Regions from separate parts of the Mus musculus genome. Here region 2 is linked to region 1. The links are chromatin contacts, called in public Hi-C maps. All regions are on one chromosome and are shown on one strand. Each heading gives the region's core, a stretch centred on a gene start, on an enhancer-like site or on the middle of the called end of the contact. The rest is flanking DNA. Distances are from core to core; before and after follow the strand shown.

Region 1 (3,351 bases), core at 578-3,077:
TGTATAGCCTGGCAGAATTCAAGTTCTCTGAACTGTAGAGCTGTCTCTCTCAAAGAACTTTTTAGTTTCCAAGAATGTGACAGGGGACAAGAAGCAGGGAAATCAACCTGAAGGGAGGTTTCCATGCACCAAAAGGATGTCACAGCAAAGATCCTCAGAGATGATGTATCTGGATGTGAAGAACTGCCTTCCAGGCTGACTGCTGGCGGCTGGCAGCTGCTGTCCTTCCTGCTGGGTCAGACTGCTGCTCTCCCAGACTGGCAGCTAACTGTCCTTTCTCGCTGCAGTCTCTTGCTTCTCTCTTGACATTTCAGGGCATGCTTAGTGAGCTGACCTTGCCCCAACTAAATTGCCATCAAGTTCTGCCCGGTAAAGTGGTCCAGTTTAAAGTCTCTAGATTGTACGGATGCAAAGATAAAACAGAATGTGGGAGAAGCTGCAGAGTGTGTATCCCTGGGCTCTAAGACTGGCTGGCTGTTTGATTTGCCTTTATCTGCACAGTGGAGTTGTTGTCCATTCTGAAGATGGGGCGTGTTTTTAAGACAATCCTAAAACATCACCTAAGCATGGTCCCAGGGAGAGCAAGCTAAAGGCCAAAGCGTTAAGAGTCAGGATTGGGGTTTCAGGAAGAGATGGGAAGCCTTGTTCAGCCAGAGTCACCCAGAAAGAGCACAGTATTGACCATGAAAGTGTGGGTGGCAGTAAGACTCTCTTGCTCCTTTGTTGGGGTGCTAGAATACATACCTCAGTGGTCACTTTCCAACACAGCGCTTATTTGACTCAGAAGAATCCTTTGGTTCACTGATTAATGGCAGCATAATGACATTCAGATCCAGCTTTTGCCATAAAGAAAATGTAAGTAGATGCAAATGAGGATTTGAACCCTTATTTTGACTCCCTTAGGTCATACCTTAGCTAGCAGAAGGTATGAAGAGCACACACCCATCCGTCTCCAATGGGCCCACACTCCTGAGTGTTTTGAGAGTGCGTATGGAGAGTGTGCCAGTTCCCTAGGGCACAGATAATGGTCCAGCAGACTGAGGGCTTAACAACAGAAATTTCTCTTATCTCAGTTCTGGAGGCTTCACATCCGAAATTGAGGCCTGGCAGGATTGCTTTCTTCAGAGAGGTTGCTTCTCTGCTTGAGTGTGGTCCTCTCTCCCCTGTCATCGTGCGGTGTTCCCTCTGTGCATGTCGCTAAATGCCCCTCCCCCCACGCCCCCGCCATGTACTGACCTCATTTTAATGTAGAGGCCTTTTTAAAGATCCTGTCTCTGATTGTAGTCTTGTTTTGAGATTCTAGAGGTTAGGACTTCAACAGATGGACTTACAAAAGGATATTTTTGTAAATATGCTAGATAAGTGTACTTTTAAGAAACCCTACTAAAGAAATAAAAAGAATCCTTCAGATTATTATGTACGTTTCCTGCCTATTATGGCATTTTTTTAACATATCTCTGTAGATTTAAACACAACCTCCTCCATTTTTGACACTATCTAGTATTCTAGATACAAATACATAAGAATTTCTGAAACAATTATTTTCTTTTTAATGCCACTTTCTGAATAGGAAAAGCATTTGTTCGGTTTCAAAATTAAAACAGCGTGAAAGGTAAATGTTTCAAAGCCTCCGGGCTCCTTCCCTGTCCTCAGAACCAACCTCTTTTATTGGTTTCTTGTGTATCTTTCCAGCATTTTCTTATGCAAATAAAAGCAAATGCAAACACGCTCTGATTTCCTCGCTTTCTTACACAAAAAGGAAGCTGCTGTTTCCCGTGCTCAGCACCTTCCATTCTAAAGACCTGAGCAGAGTTCTGGAGCAGCTTCTGCATTCAGTATTGTGGGGGCTTCCCCATTCTCTCCCAGGAGGGAGAGTGCGTGTGTGTGTGTGTGTGTGTGTGTGTGTGTGTGTGTGTGTGTGTGTTCTAGCTTTTAATGCAGCCAGTGACCCCGACAAGGTTTTTCTAATCTTCTACTTTTAAGAACTGAGGGGCAAAGAATAAACTTGCAGGTGCCATCTCTTCCCAGTGCAGATGTAATGCTAAGATAAATTCCCAGGCTGAATTCACACCACCTTTGTAGGGTTGATAGGCACTCCCAGGTTTCCGGAGGAGGGATCCTGCCATTTTGCAATCTTGCTGGCAGCAAAGGTTACTGATGCTTCACACCTTCCCCTACAGAGCGGGTGTCAGGGGCTGGAGAGATGGCTCAGTTGGCAAAGTGTTTGTAGCACACCATTAGATATCTGAGTTTGGATCTCCAGCACCCATATGAAATTTAGGAGTAGTGGCACATGCCTATGAGCCTTGTATCGGGAAGCAGAGACCAAAGGATCCCTGGAGGGCACACACACACACACACACACACACACACACACACACACAGCGGGGGCAGGGGAGAGGGAGAGGTCAATGGTGGTATATTTGTAGGTACTAGATGTCTGGGCGTTTGAACATTTAGGTAGTTTCCATTTTTACCACAGTTAGCAACATCAAGATGATGTCCTTCTAGCTAAACTGTTGATCCTATTTTAGCCATCTCCTTTAGAAAGTTCTCCATTGATGGTGTTGCTCTAGAAATACGTGTGTCTTTACCAGTGTTCATTTCTACCGTGGAAAGCTTCCTGACAAGCTGGCTACTGAGCTAGGAGGGGAACTGTCTATCATCTAACTAATGTTGCAGATGCAGGGGGCTAATAAACTTAGAAGGTCAGTCTCTGAGAGCATTTTAACTCTGATTCTAAACTGAATTAAAATCCCTTCAATGACAGCATTTCATTGTAAATTTAAATATTTCTTTCTATTATGTGTATGAGTGTGAGTTTGTGAGTGCATGTGTGAGTATGCGTGTGTGTAGGTACCTTCTAAGGCCAGAGTCATCGTATCGCCTTTAGAGCTAGAATTACAGGCAGTTATGAGCCGCTGTATGTGGGTGCTTGGGACAAACTTAGGTCCTTTGCAAAAGCAGTAAGCTCTGTTAGCCCTTGAGCCGTCTCTCCAGGCCCTGAATTGTAAATTTAGAGTGAAGGACTGTTTATGATATTTCAAATGCCTTAAACAGCAGTAATAATAAAACCTAAACTTACTACCTAAAAATAACAACAGCATGAGTTCAGCTCACGACAAAATGTTCTCTCTATATTTATTCTTTATTTCTAAAGGTTTTAATAATACTATTTTTTTTAATTTTCCCACAATTTCAGTAATTTTACCAATACCGAAAGCTATGAAAGAAAGAAAGAAAGAAAGAAAGAAAGAAAGAAAGAAAGAAAGAAAGAAAGAAAGAAAGAGGTGAGGCCTGGTATCACCAGTCTATAATCTCATCTACTCAGGGGGACTGAGGGTCACAGGT
Region 2 (3,351 bases), core at 522-3,021, 170 kb before region 1:
ACCCGGAAGACATGGCAGCCAGTTGTAATGTGGCATCCCAGCTGGGATTCTGGGAGAGAAAAAGGACCTGAGGGTGGGGGTGGGAAGAAGGAAGGAAACTGGACTGAAGTATGAAGAAGTTTATAATAATGTATTCTACTGTTGTCAGTGGTAACAAATGCACCAGGATGATTCAAGAGCCGAACAGGGGAAGCTCTGGCACGTGAGCAGGAACTCTGTATATCTATCTGTAGAGCGGTTCTAGACTGTTATTTAAACTTGTGGAGCAGTTATATAAAGTTTAAATAAGTTACTTCGAGGTCTAAGTGAGATGATAGCAGGATGAAACGATTTAGAGCAGTGTGTGGTAATATATACAGATTCTGTTTACCATCACCACCTTGTTCTTTAGCTTAGGGCATCTTTGTGGTTACAGCTGAATCTCACTGCCTTGCTCTTCTGCATATCGGTTTTGGGGTTAGCATGTCAACAGAGCGGTATCCCCAATGCTGTATTCTTAAAGGAGGAAACAGCAAGACTGTAAAGATTCATGAGAAAGCAAGGCCAGAACTTAAGAACCCCTCCCTTTTTAAAAATGTATATGAGTGTTGTACTTGCATGTATGTCTGCGTACCATGTGTGTGCCTAGAGCCTAGGTTGGTGACAGGAAGGTCTTAGATCCCCTAGAACTGGAGTTATGGATGCTGTAAGCCACCATGTAGGTGCTGGGAACTGAACTCATATCATCTGCAAGAATAAGTGCACCTTACCTCTGAGCCATCTCTCCAGTGTGAAAGTTCTTAACTTTAGTTTCCTGCTTTGCAAGAGGCAGTGACTGAGCGATGCCAAAGCCACGAGCCTGGCAGGGGCTTCTTTCTAAGCGCATAGACGGCTGCAATAAGATCCTGAAGTTGACGTTTTGGGTTTTAGCATATTTCTGATTAAGATCCTGGTTGTTTGTTTGCTTGTTCGTTTGATTTTGGATTTGCTGTTTTGCTGTTTGCTTGTTTCTTTGCTTTTTGAAACAGGGTCTCTCTGTGTAGCCCTGGCTGTCCTGAAACCCACTCTGTCGACCAGGCTGGCCTCCATCTCAGAGATCTGCCTGCCTCTGCCTCCCAAGTGCTAGGATTAAAGATGTGCGCCACCATACCTGGCAAGGTGTCCTATTTTTTTGTTTTGGTTTTTGACTCAGTATCTCAGGTATGTGGCACTGACTGGTGTGAAACTCACCTTTGTAGTCCAGGCTGGCCTTGAACTTGCAGCAGACTTCCTTCCTTTACCATCCAAGTGCAGGTGTGAGCTGGAACTCAGTGCCAGGCATGTGAGGCCAGGCCCTTTTCCTGATGAGCCATCTTATCAGCCCTTTTTCCTTTTTTTTTTTTTTTTTAATTTTTGAGGCCAAGGCTCAACTATGTAGCCCTGGCTGGCCTGGAGCTCAGGATCCTTCTTCAGCCGCTGGAATCCTGTGGTTATCAGTGTGGTACGCCATGCTTGGTTTCTTTATGATGCTTTCTTATTACTACTCTAAGTTAGTACACCAAGTCCCACAATGTCTCTGATGGAATATATTCACCGAGCAGCTTCAATTTGATATTTCTGTTTGGTATGAAGAACGAAAGCAATGTTTTAGTCAGGAATTGTCTTTTTCAGCAAGCAGTTCCAAGAACCAGTTCCCAAATTCCTCACTGAAAACCAAAAGGCAAATAAAATGCCTGTGATTGGGAAGTTGTCTCTCTGGAGATGCCCAGCAGAGGGCGGGAGAGCTTTCCCGGGGCTGGCTTCCGCTTCCTTGCAAGACTGGGCAGACCTGACTAGGGCCATCTGTGTTTGCAGTCTGATGATTAACAAGTACTAGAAATGAACCGAGCGTGGTGCATCAGAACCACAGTTGCTAAATGAGGAGAGAAAACGCTATAATGCCAAGTGGCCGTGTAGAGCTGTGGTCAGTAGAGCACAGGAGGGGAGGGAGGAGCAAGCGGGATGCAGGCAGGTGTCCCATGCCTGGTACCAACCAACCAAACACAGGGACTGTAGCTACAATGTCATGGGAAGCGTTTAATGATATAAAGCGTTAACTATCCCTATTTGATATATAATAATTTTGTGTATAGTTTTGTGTGTATAATTTTGAAGGAAAAACAAAAAGGCAAGGTGGCAAATGCCTGCTATGGTTGGTGAATAGGAGAAGTTTCTAGATCACTGGAATTTGACATCCTAATGGGGCTTCAGAAACCTTTCTAGAGAGAATGCCACCTAGTGCCCGGGCTAACTGCTTCCCCCTCCTTCTCTCCACTCATGGTTATTATACAGAACTTGTATACTTTGTAATTTTAAAAATAATTGTTCTGTACGTAAAAAGGTATTTCGAGAATATTTTTGTTGTTGTTCTTTGAGAGGCGGAGACAGGAGGATGAGTTCAAAACCAGCCTTTGCTACATTGCAATTTTGAGGCCAGCCTGGGTTACCTAAGACCCTATCTCAAAACAAACAGTCCAACAAACAAGCAAACCCAGGAAGGAACATTTCAAGGCTCATTGAGCTCATCTGTGAGCCTGAGTTAAGGTCCATCATCCTAGACAGTACCTGCGCGTGCGCGCAAGCATATGTGTGTGCGAGGTCCAGCAGAGGAGACCATTCATAAGGCTTTGTTCCTTCTTCTCTCCCCTACTCAGACAATGTTTTTCTATATTAATAAGTTTAAGGTTTTGGCAGCGTTTTGCATGGATGCTTGGTTTTCCTCTCTATAGATATGCATTTAATAATTTAATCAGCACTTTTATAAAAATAACTATTTATACTTTCCAGCATATGTACAAACAGTGCTGTGACAAATATTTAACATATTCTGATTATTTTACAGAACATCTTTCTAAAAATAAAATTTTCTATCATGTGTTGGTATGGTGGTGCGTACATTTAATCCCCGCACTATGGAGCCAGAGCCAGAGGCCTAAGCCAACTTCTGAGAGTTCAACACCAGCCTGAGCTACACAGAGAGTTCCAGGCCAGCCTGGGCTACATAGAGACCCCTCTCCCCCCAAATCTGGAAATAATCCGACAGAGTTATTGATTTGTTTTGTAGGTGGAGCAAAGCTTTTTCCACCCTGAGTGTGGTTTTTCGTCTTAATATTATGGAAAATATTAGTTCATCAATTAGTTGGTCCTCCAAATGTTGACAGATTTAATTGTTCAAAAATAAAAAGTATTTTACCCTTAGCATAGCAATGCACAAGTACTAGAAAGCTGCTACCTCCCACTGGTTGACACACGTTTACTAGAATTTTATTTTATTTATTTATTTGCCTAAATGCTTGAATTCTATCAAAGACAATGTATGGTGTCTGTTATTTTCCTGACAGGCATACTTTGATT

Evidence for each region. Hi-C and Micro-C count contacts between places; a contact is called where the count stands out from the background.
Region 2: a contact with region 1 is called in a Hi-C map of bone marrow-derived macrophages, with 53 read pairs. The contact joins two enhancer-like sites. A contact is called at or near these places in 3 of 484 Hi-C or Micro-C datasets (bone marrow-derived macrophages and cortical neurons), 8 of 115 datasets of contacts at active chromatin or transcription factors (CD8 T cells, SST interneurons, bone marrow-derived macrophages and 5 more) and 1 of 9 other capture datasets (bone marrow-derived macrophages).

What each region holds. Positions count from the first base shown.
Region 1 is chr2:70,869,492-70,872,842 of GRCm38.p6, reverse strand. No RefSeq gene overlaps it. Among named protein-coding and RNA genes, the nearest start is that of Gm39842, 32 kb to the right of the region's middle. Within about 2 kb of position 1,827, at least 22 of the 459 cell types and tissues checked have an H3K27ac peak or open chromatin away from gene starts, as enhancers often do. A contact at or near this core is called in bone marrow-derived macrophages, where this site is marked.
Region 2 is chr2:71,038,326-71,041,676 of GRCm38.p6, reverse strand. All of the region lies in intron 1 of Mettl8 (methyltransferase like 8), which reads left to right. Among named protein-coding and RNA genes, the nearest start is that of Mettl8, 16 kb to the left of the region's middle. Within about 2 kb of position 1,771, at least 44 of the 459 cell types and tissues checked have an H3K27ac peak or open chromatin away from gene starts, as enhancers often do. A contact at or near this core is called in bone marrow-derived macrophages, where this site is marked.